Regions from separate parts of the Macaca mulatta genome. Here region 1 is linked to region 2. The links are chromatin contacts, called in public Hi-C maps. All regions are on one chromosome and are shown on one strand. Each heading gives the region's core, a stretch centred on a gene start, on an enhancer-like site or on the middle of the called end of the contact. The rest is flanking DNA. Distances are from core to core; before and after follow the strand shown.

Region 1 (5,046 bases), core at 519-3,018, 160 kb after region 2:
AAATATCATGCCACTTTTGTAACCTATTTTGTATTCACTCTTCTGAAGATTCTTAAGAGTAAGAGTGAAACTATCAGTGCCACTTTTGAAAGGACAATTCCATCATCAATGTAAAGAGTAGACAGGAGGCAATCCGATCAGTTAGAAGCTTTCCTAGAAGAGTGTAGGAAAGTGACTTCAAAGGCTTGTCATATGTCATTAGTGGTGAGGATAAAAAGGAGGGTATTCTAGAGCTTTTTAAGGCTAGAGTCAAAAGACTTGATGCCTGTGGTAGCTTCCAAATTTCTATATACTAGGAGTTTAAGGGTTTCAGTTGGGTTAGAAAAAGGACTTTGGTTTATAGCAGCACAATTCACATTTGCAAATACATGAAGTCTGTCTAAAAGCCCATCAAACAAGTGGATAAAGAAAATGTGATACACACACACACACACCATGGAATGCTACTCAGCCATAAAATGGAATGAAATAATGTCATTTGCAGCAACCTGGATGTAATTGGAGGTCATCATTCTAAGTGAAATAACTCAGGATTGGAAAACCAAACACCAACATCGTATGTTCTCAATTGTAACTGGGAGCTAAGCTATGAGGATGCAAAGACATAAGAATGATATAATGGACTTTGGGGACTGAGGGGGAAGGGTAGGAGGGGGATGGAAGATAAAAGACTACACATTGGGTACAATGTACACTGCTCAAGTGATGGGTGTACCAAAATCTCAGAAATTACCACTAAAGAACTTTTCCATGGAACCAAACACCACCTGTTCCCCAAAAACTATGGAAATAAAAAAAGTTTTTTTAAAGAAAAGAAAAAAGACTTTGGGAAATTTGGGGGACCATCAAATATGTTAATGTAGATTGTTCACTGCACAAGTGAAGTCTTTTTGGTGTATGCAAAATAACTGTCAAAGTAGTTTACCTGAAGAGGTGCTGTTTTAAAACTCAAATGTAAGCATGAATCAGTGAAGTCTTCTTTCAGCTTAGATGCTGCAGGAGGTTTTAACCCAATAAAAGGTGACTTGATAAGCAATATTATTGTTTAAAATGTTGCCACAAACTTAACGAAAAGTCTAATAAATTGATTTTCATCTCAGATATCTGATGTCTTATATATTTTTATAAGCAATGGTAATGAACATAGGGCTTTTTTTCTCCCCTCATCATCACATTTTAGTTTTATCTGATCAAAAAGGTGTGGTTCATGATCCACAATAACCACTAAGCTGCCTGAGAAGGAGCAGCACAGGGTATGAAATTCTTTTAAGTATGCAGTAATGAGTATAAATCAAATAGATTATATCCAATGCTCTTGTACCTGATCCTGTGAACATCACTGATCTAATTAAAAGTATGTCCACCAGGTTCTTCTTCTGCATTATTTTTGTCAACATGGAGGTGGCATAGATACAATTTTATTTTTTTCTAGATAAAACTGTTGAGGGGATTTCCTTCCTGCTTCCTTCCCTCTTTAAACTCTCTGAAACAGACTTTTAGAGGTTTCTTGTTTTCATAAATGATTACATTAATACTTTGAATTTTAAACTGATTTTTTTTTCTCTCCTGGAATCAAACCATGATTAGATTTTCTTGATCTGTGGCAGTTGAGAACTCAGGCAATCCTCAAAGAAGCAGACTGCAGCTTAGGAAGGAGCCGCTGACCACACTGGTCTATGACCCAGGTGCTTTGCTGTTATCTGTTACAGGCAGCTGCTCTGTTTTATACAAAGTTCATTTGAAGACTACGAGAAACATTGAAGTCAGATGCATGAGAAGGCAAAGCTGAGCATGTCAACAAAGAGAATGAGCTTGATCTATTGCATAGCTCACAGGGAGTTAAAAAACAAGGCAGGGAAACAGAGTGGTTTCAGAGAGATTCCCACCCCACTTTACAGCAGGAAGGAAGCCCAACCCTCAGAGACTCAGGGAGGAAAGCAACGCTAGATGGATTCTCCTGCACAAAGTGCCCCACACACAGAGTCATGTGAATTTGCATAGATGCACAATGCATGCAGCACTTCCTCCTCTTCTCAAACCTGTTGTGAAGATGTGCTTCTACTCCAGGCTTACTGTGGCTGTTCTTTATGTGATTCAAGAATCAGAGAAGGTTCCCCGAACAAAAAATAGTGTGCCATTGTGCTTCCCCAGCCAGGTGGATGAGCAAACAGTTGTAATCGCATTCTCCAGAAGCCCAGGTCTTGTCAAAAAGGGGTTCTGAAAAATCTATCATCTTTACTATTAACCTAATTGTTAACCCCACCCCAAGATTTTTTTCAAATTTTTCAATATTGTGCCATGGTTGAAAACGAATTTTTATTAAATGTATCAAAACTTTTAGTACTAAAATAATCTCATCTATGTCTCAGGATGGGATTCATTTCCATCAGAAACCCTTAAGATTGCTGAAAAATATAAATTTCCCATACAGATTCCTTTAGAGGTAGTGGGATATTAGACTTACATTCATAAACAATGAGGATGTAACTAAACTTGATACAAACTGGGCTGGGCACAGTGGCTCTCACCTGTAATCCCAGCACTTTGGGAGGCCGAGGCATGCGTATCACGAGGGCAGGAGTTTGAGACCAGCCTGGCCAACATAGTGAAACCCCGTCTCTACTAAAAATACAAAAATTAGCCAGGTGTGGTGGCACGTGCCTGTAGTCCCAGTTACTCTGGAGGCTGAAGCAGGAGAATCGCTAGAACCTGGGAGGCAGTGGTTGCGGTGAGCTGAGACCATGCCGTTGTACTCCAGCCTGGGTGAAAGAGAAAAAAAAAAAAAAAAAGATGATACAAGTTGTCAGTGTATCATAACCAAATCATAATTTCATTGCAATGGAAACTCAAGCTTGATTTCCAACCCCCGCATTTTCTGGCCCTATTTACAGCATGACCCCAAAGCCGATCAGACATTATAACCAGTAATGCAAATAATGATTTGATTGTTTTAAAGGAGAGATAAGATTTAATTTCCTTCAGTTGTGCATCTTCAGATTCTTCATATTAGAGCTTTATTTATTAAAATATTGAAAACAATATTAGAAATGTAATTTTTATTATAAAAATAAAGGCCTAGAAGTATAGAATGCGATGTATACAATTCCAGTGGTAACTTTTCCCTGAGTAAAAATGATCTATTGTATATTTCACTCAGAAAATGAGCATTCTACTTTTGTTTTAATATAACAAATATGATAATAAATTAAACTTGATTAAAATTATGATAGGTAACACCACAGTATATTACTGTGAAGACGGTTAAGAAAAAGATGACCCAGAGGGAATCTGAAATCTTTTTTTTTTTTTTTAAGACAGAGCCTCGCTCTGTCACCCAGGCTGGAGTGCAGTGGCGCCATCTCGGCTCACTGCAACCTCTGCCTCCCAGTTTCAAGCGATTATCCTGCCTCAGCTTCCAAGTAGCTAGGACTACAGACATGTGCCACTACACCCAGCTAAATTTTTGTATTTTTAGTAGAGACAGGGTTTCACCATGTTGGCTGAACATGATGGTCTCGATCTCTTGACCTCGTGATCCACCCGCCTTGGCCTCCCAAAGTGCTGGGATTACAGGTGTGAGCCACCGTGCCAGGCCAGGAATCTGAAATCTTAATGTAGATAGGGATAATTCTAATATTTATAATTTACCAATAAGCTCAAAACTTCCATTTCAACCAACTTTGTCAATCTTCTTTCTCAATGTGGCCAAATCCATATTAAATATAAATACAAGTATATGTTAAACTTCAATAGAAACTTTAAAAACTAGGCTAATATGCATATTTTACCAGTATATTTAGGAAATAAGTTGTTTTGGTTGAATGAGTTTTCTAGTTTAGCAAGGATAAGAAAACTCTTTTGTTGTTTTGACCCACATAGTGAAAAACCTAACTAAAATATATTCATTTACTATTTTCCCTTCATGGGAAGAATATGACAACCATAAATAAGAAAATGATCCTGAATCTTAGAATGCTGAGGCTTTTGCTTTTCTCATTCCTTAATTTATTCATTATTCACAAATTTACTGAGCATTTACTATGTGCTAGGCACTATTCTGATACAAGCTCTATTTGGTGATTATTATACGTGCCATAGAAGACAATATAAACCATGGAGCTCAATATATAAAAATTCAAAGTTATACCTTGGAAACATCTCTTAAAAATCCTATGTAGTCTGGGTATGGTGGCTCATGCCTGTCATCCCAGCATTTTTGGGAGGCTGAGGCAAGAAGATGGCTTGAGCCGAGGAATTTGAGGCCAGCTTGGGCAACATGGCAAGACCCCATCTCTACAAAATATTTAAAAATTATTCAGTTGTGGTAGTACATGCCTGTAGTCCCAGCTACTCAGGAGACAGAGGCAGGAGAATTGCTTTAGCCTGGGAGGTGAAGGCTCCAGTGAGCCGTGTTTGTACCCTGTGCTCCAGCCTGGGCAACAGAGAGAGACCTAGTCTCAAAAAAAAAAAAAAAAAAGAAAATTATATCAGCTTGTGTTTGGTGGTAATATGGCTATTTTGTCTTAAAGTTTGCAATGTCTTTCCTCTGAGTGCTCTTAAAACAAACTCTGCTTAATTGAAGATTCTGGTTAATTACAGTTTTACTGCAGTGCAAGATAATTTTGTAAAGCAATTGCTACAACATTGTTGGAATCAGAGATTATTTACTTGTGCATGACTGACAGAAATCCACTATGCAATCAGCAGTCTTTCTTCACCGTCTGCATGAAAAGGCCATCTTTGAATAGAAAAGACAGGCAGTGTGACATAGAAAGCGCACAGCTTCAGAAGTCAGACAAACCTGGCCATTTGACTGTGGGGTAAGTTCTTAAAGCTCTTTTAGCCTTAGTGCCCTTACCTGAAAAAAATGGAATAATGTCCAACCTTAAAGTTATTCTCATGATTTGAAAAGATAAAAGTTGATCATTCACTCAGCAAATATCCGCCAACTGCTTTATCCTGAGGGTAATAGGCAATCACTGTAGGTCTTAAACAGGAGTAGTAACATGATTGAACTTTGGAAATATCACCCTGGCTGCAGTATGG
Region 2 (5,226 bases), core at 2,560-5,059:
GAGGCTGAGGCAGGAGAATCGCTTGCACCCAGGAAGCGGAGCTTGCAGTGAGCCGAGATCCCCCCACTGCACTCCAGCCTGGGCAACAGAGTAATATTCTGTCTCAAAAAAAGAAAAAATAATAATAACCCCGAACTCCCAAAGATTTGTTACTTCAGCCTAAAAGGTGTTGGGCAAGGGAGGTGCTCATGTGACATAAGTAATTAGATCTTAATGCATCTCTTAACCTGATAATACCTCTGATAAGACAAAATAGCTTCACAACTGTTACGACAAAAGAAATTCTATAATGAAACTTCTAGGCTTAATGTATAAATTCTCAGACAATAAAAATTAAATAGGCTAGAATTTTTTTTTTTTTTTCCTTGAGACAGGGTCTCACTCTGTCACCCAGGCTCGAATGCATAAGCTCATTTCACTGCAATCTTCGTCTCCTGGGTTCAAGAGATTCTCCCGCCTCAGCCTCCCAAGTAGCTGGGATTACAGGTGCCCACCACCACATCCGGCTATTTTTTGTATTTTTAGTAGAGACGGGGTTTCACCATGTTGGTCAGGCTGGTCTCAAACTCCTGACCTCAAGTGATCTGCCCCTCGGCCTCCCAAAGCGCTGGGATTACAGGAATGATACACCATGCCCAGCTAAAACAGGCCAGAATTTATCAGAGAAGTATTCCTGGAAGAAGTCGATTTTGAAACAATCCTGGAACCAATGGAAAGAGAAAGAAACTCTCCAATAAGAAGGGACAATTTAGGGAAAATTGTTACATTATAGGGAAAATAGGGGAAGGGCACTAAGGCAGGAAATAGTGAGTCACAGATGGGGGAGGAGTTAGAAGGTTACAAGGTGGGGTACCACAGTCATCAGGGGGATTCTTCACCACCGCAGAAAGGCAAGTCTATGGTGCGTGGACTCGCCTGGAAATCAGAGTACACCAAATATGACTCAAGACCAGTTTAGATTCTGGGAAGATAAATAGGGCAAAGAAATGCTCTCATGAAGCATTAGTAAAATAAGACCCACACGAAAAAAGAAAAGAAGACCAAATACCACAATGAAAAGTCCTGAGCGCAGCATTGGGTGCTCCCTTCCAACTGAAGCATAAAATTTCAACCGCATTGCTTTCCCAGAGCCACTGCAACCACTGGGTTCATCAAATCCAATTCCTCCTTTTGGTGGTCAAGAACTTGAAACCACAGAGATGCACTGACGTAGAGAACCCTGAGGCCATCTGTCCCAATTTTCTGAGATGGTGCTACACTTTGTAGCACTTTTTTCTACTGCAGGAGCTCAAAACCCTTTTAAAAATACAATACATTAATACCACGGAGGATATGCTTCTAGCAACAGGAAGGGCCTTTAACAAAGAAAAGGCACACTGTCCCCCTTCAAAGTATTTTACTGGGAGGTTATATACTTCATCCCAGCTGCTAGTGCTTAAGGATATATCGTTTCTTTGACTTTTTTTTTTTTTTTTTTTTTTTGAGACAGTGTCTTTCAGGCTGGAGTGAAGTGGTATGATCTCAGCTCACTACAACCTCCATCCACCATGGCTCAAGCAAAGCTCCCACCTCAGCCTCCCAAGTAGCTGGGACTACAGGCACACGCCTCCACACCCAGCTAATTTTTGTACTTTTTGTAGAGACAAGGTCTCACCATGTTGCCCAGGCTGGTGTCGAACTCCCAGCCTCAAGCAATCCTCCCACCTCCGCCTGCAGAAGTGCTGGGATTACAGGTGTGAGCCATCACACCTGACACATCTTTTCTTTATTCCTAAAATTCATCTAATCTTTATCCTTTAAGATGAATAATTGTGTGAAATAGCTTAAAGTCCTTTGTTCCTAGTTATGCTGATTAAAGTAGTTATCAGACAGGATATAATACCATTTTTAAATAATAAACTAAATAATCTGGACATAGTGGCTCATGCCTATAATTCCAACACTTTGGGAGGTCAAGGTGGGAGAATCGCTTGAGGCCAGGAGCTCAAGACCAGCCTGAGCAACATAGGAAGACCTTGTATCTACAAAAAAAACATTTAAAAATTAGCCCAGTAGGCCGGGTGCGGTGGCTCACTCCTGTAATCCCAGCACTTTGGGAGGCCAAGGTGGGCAGATCACCTGAGGTCAGGAGTTCAAGACCAGCCTGACCAACATGGTAAAACCCCCTTTCTACTAAAAATACAAAAATTAGCCGATTGTAGTGATGGGCGTCTATAATCCCAGCTACTTGGGATTACAATTCTCCTGCTGAGGCAGGAGATTTGCTTGAACCCAGGAGGTGGAAGTTGTGGTGAACCGAGATGGTACCACTGCACTCCCTCCTAGGCAACAGAACAAGACTCCATCTCAAAGACAAAAACAAAACATAGCCCAGTATGGTGACATGTGCCTGTGGTCCCAGCTACTTGGGAGGTTGAGGCAGGCAGATCCCTTGCGCCCAGGAGGTCGAAGCTACAGTGAGCTATAATTGTGCCATCCAGCCTGGGTGACAGAGTGATACATAAATAAACCAAATAGATAAACTCAATAAATACATGAACTAAATAAATTGATTTCCTCACTTGGTTCCTTATGGAGGCTTTTCATAGAGAGTTGTCAACCTCTTACTGTGTTGGACACTGCAAGAAGAATGGATGGTTTCCATGGTCCCTGCTGTCAAGAAGCTTACATTAGAAGGCAATGCTTACTCGAGCAAACATGCTTCATTACCAGCAAAAGTGAAAAACTATGACATGTGAGAAGAAAGCAAGCCATCGTTTTGATTTGAAGAGTAAGGAAAAGCATCATAGGAAAAGTAGCATCTTAGTTGGCCATTGGTGGAAAAACATAGAATTTTAATAAGGAAAGAAAGGCATAAAAAGAACATTCCAAGCTGAATAAGAATAACAAAGTCATGGAGATGTGAAAGTGCAGGGTAAGTTCAGGAAATAGGAAACTGCTATGTGGTTAAAGCAATGGGCATGTGGGAGATGGTGGTAGAAGATGCAACCCGATCAGGCAGGAGCACAAACATCAGACTCTGTATTGCAGCAGACCCAGGAGAGCATTTTCTGTCAGATTTTCAACAATGACAGCCTTGTTAGAATAAGTGGGTGACTTCCCGTGATAACTACTTCGAAGGACAACATTCACTGAGGTGCTTCAGTTCTAGGACTGCTTAAAACCAAATCACGTCCCATTGCTTGATAACTACAGCTGATAAAATCATGTCTCAGTACAGGAAAATTTGGCACCAATTAGGTAAGTCATCAGGCTTCAGCGCAGAGTCATCAGCAAAGCCACAAAGGAGGAAGAGGCTTAGTCCTTCTGGGCAGTCTGGCAAATGAAGTTACTAAGTATAAACATAAAGTCTTCCAGGCAGTCCCCTTGGGAAAATCTGTTTCTGGCTTGGGGGAATTGGAGAGGTCTCTTTTAGGATCAGGAGTTACAGGGGATGAGGATGGTGGGGGAAGGGGTGTGTGGACTGAGTCTGGGAAAGACCTAGCATCGTGGAGTGTTCAGGTGCAAAGGACAGAAATCAAGAAAGAAGCCCAGTTATTCCCTAGCACCAAGATAAGATAGAGATGGTGGGGACAACTTGCTCAAGATAAGAGCACCCATGGCAGCACAACTAATTCCAAATGCTACAAGCTTGTGGTTCAAGACTACTGATAGAATACCCTTAGCTCCACCCACAGAGTTTCTAATTTAGCGAGCTAAATTAGACCTAAGTTGGGCTGAGAATTTGATTTTCTAAGAACTTCTGAGGTGGTGCTGATGCTGCTAGTCTAAGAACCTCCGACCTAGAACTTGTGAGTCACAGCCCTCAGGTGACATGTTTAGCAGCTGAATCTGAGAGAAACTGCAAAGGGTAGGAGTTGACAGTTTCCAGCCCAGACTACCTGCGGGGGATCTGTATGCTCGGGAGACTGATAAACATCCAAACAAGCAACAATCCAAGACAGATAGTGATCATGCGATAAAAAGAAGGCAGAAAGAGAAGGTTAAAGGAAGGAAGCAGAGAAGGAATCTGGCTATTTGCCTGGAGACAACCACCCAGTAGAGCAGAATGGAACTGAATCACTGGCCAGTTACTCAGAAGCTACAACTCAATTGTCACCTGGCTGCATCTAGAATCATCTACGGAGCTTTCCAAAACTGCCAGGTGCTAAGCCTCACCCCCCAGACAAATTAAATCAGAATCCTGTGGATGGGGCTCTGACTGTGGGAGTTTCTGAAAGCTCCCAGATGATTCAAACATGCAATTAGGGTTGAGAGTCGCTGTTCTAAGGGAAATTTGATCCTGTTTAAAGAAAGAAAGAAAAAAATATCCAATAGAGAAATCTATGGAAGAAGCAGTCTATCTCTAGTTAACTTAAAATGTAACAAGATTTCTAAAATGGTTGGTCTTCACCTTCTTACTCTGTCCTTCCCAAACCTTCAAATTCATTTACAGCTGTGGATACATCCAGCACTGTGCCTGAGCAGTTTCTTTTATCTTTATTTATTTATTTATTTATTTTAAAATAAAGATGGGGTCTTTCTGTGTTGCCCAGGCTGGTCTCAAACTCCTGGGCCGAGCGATCCTCTTGCCTCAATCTCCCAAGTACTGGAATTACAGTTGTGAGCCATACTTCTCAGCCTACGGAGCAGTTTCCGTGCTGTTGTGCACCCCCATGCTTTGATTACTGTGGATCATGATTATGGATTATGGTTAACAGCAGCCAAACAAGCCTTGTAGCTGAAAATATTGGAAGAGGCCTTCTCCTAGAGCTCACTCTCTTCCTGTCTCTCAGGGGTCTGGCGCCAAGACAAATGGTTTTTATCTCTGCATAGCTACAAATCTATGGATCATTTATTTTACATTAGATTAAAAATGTGAGTGTAAGAGTCAATGCCGCCAAGCATGGTGCCTCACGCCTGTAATCCCAGCAACTCTGGAGGCAGGAGGATCACTTGAGCCCAGGAGGTCAAGGCTGCAGTGAGCTATGATCGCACCACTGCACTACAGCGTGGGTGACAAAGTGAGACCTTGTCTCTAAAAACATTTAAAAGAATAAAAATAAAAAAGAGTCAATGCCCTTACAAAAGACATTTATAGAGTATCTAGTCAAATTTTATACATCTATGTCTGAGTATACTGAAGTATAAGTGAAATGTTATATGAAACTGCAATACATAAATAGATAAAAAGAAGCACTATAGAACAGTGTGTATGATGTTATTATTTGTGTTAATAAAAGAAAG

The links. Hi-C and Micro-C count contacts between places; a contact is called where the count stands out from the background.
Region 1: a contact with region 2 is called in a Hi-C map of CD4 T cells, with 3 times the contacts expected there. The contact joins two enhancer-like sites. A contact is called at or near these places in 2 of 14 Hi-C or Micro-C datasets (CD4 T cells and fetal cortex germinal zone).

The regions. Positions count from the first base shown.
Region 1 is chr1:139,138,718-139,143,763 of T2T-MMU8v2.0, forward strand. The region is part of intron 2 of LOC144332644 (a long non-coding RNA gene); the gene reads left to right. Among named protein-coding and RNA genes, the nearest start is that of DPH5, 100 kb to the right of the region's middle. Within about 2 kb of position 1,769, at least 6 of the 40 cell types and tissues checked have an H3K27ac peak or open chromatin away from gene starts, as enhancers often do. A contact at or near this core is called in CD4 T cells, where this site is marked.
Region 2 is chr1:138,974,247-138,979,472 of T2T-MMU8v2.0, forward strand. No RefSeq gene overlaps it. Among named protein-coding and RNA genes, the nearest start is that of S1PR1, 52 kb to the right of the region's middle. Within about 2 kb of position 3,810, at least 6 of the 40 cell types and tissues checked have an H3K27ac peak or open chromatin away from gene starts, as enhancers often do. A contact at or near this core is called in CD4 T cells, where this site is marked.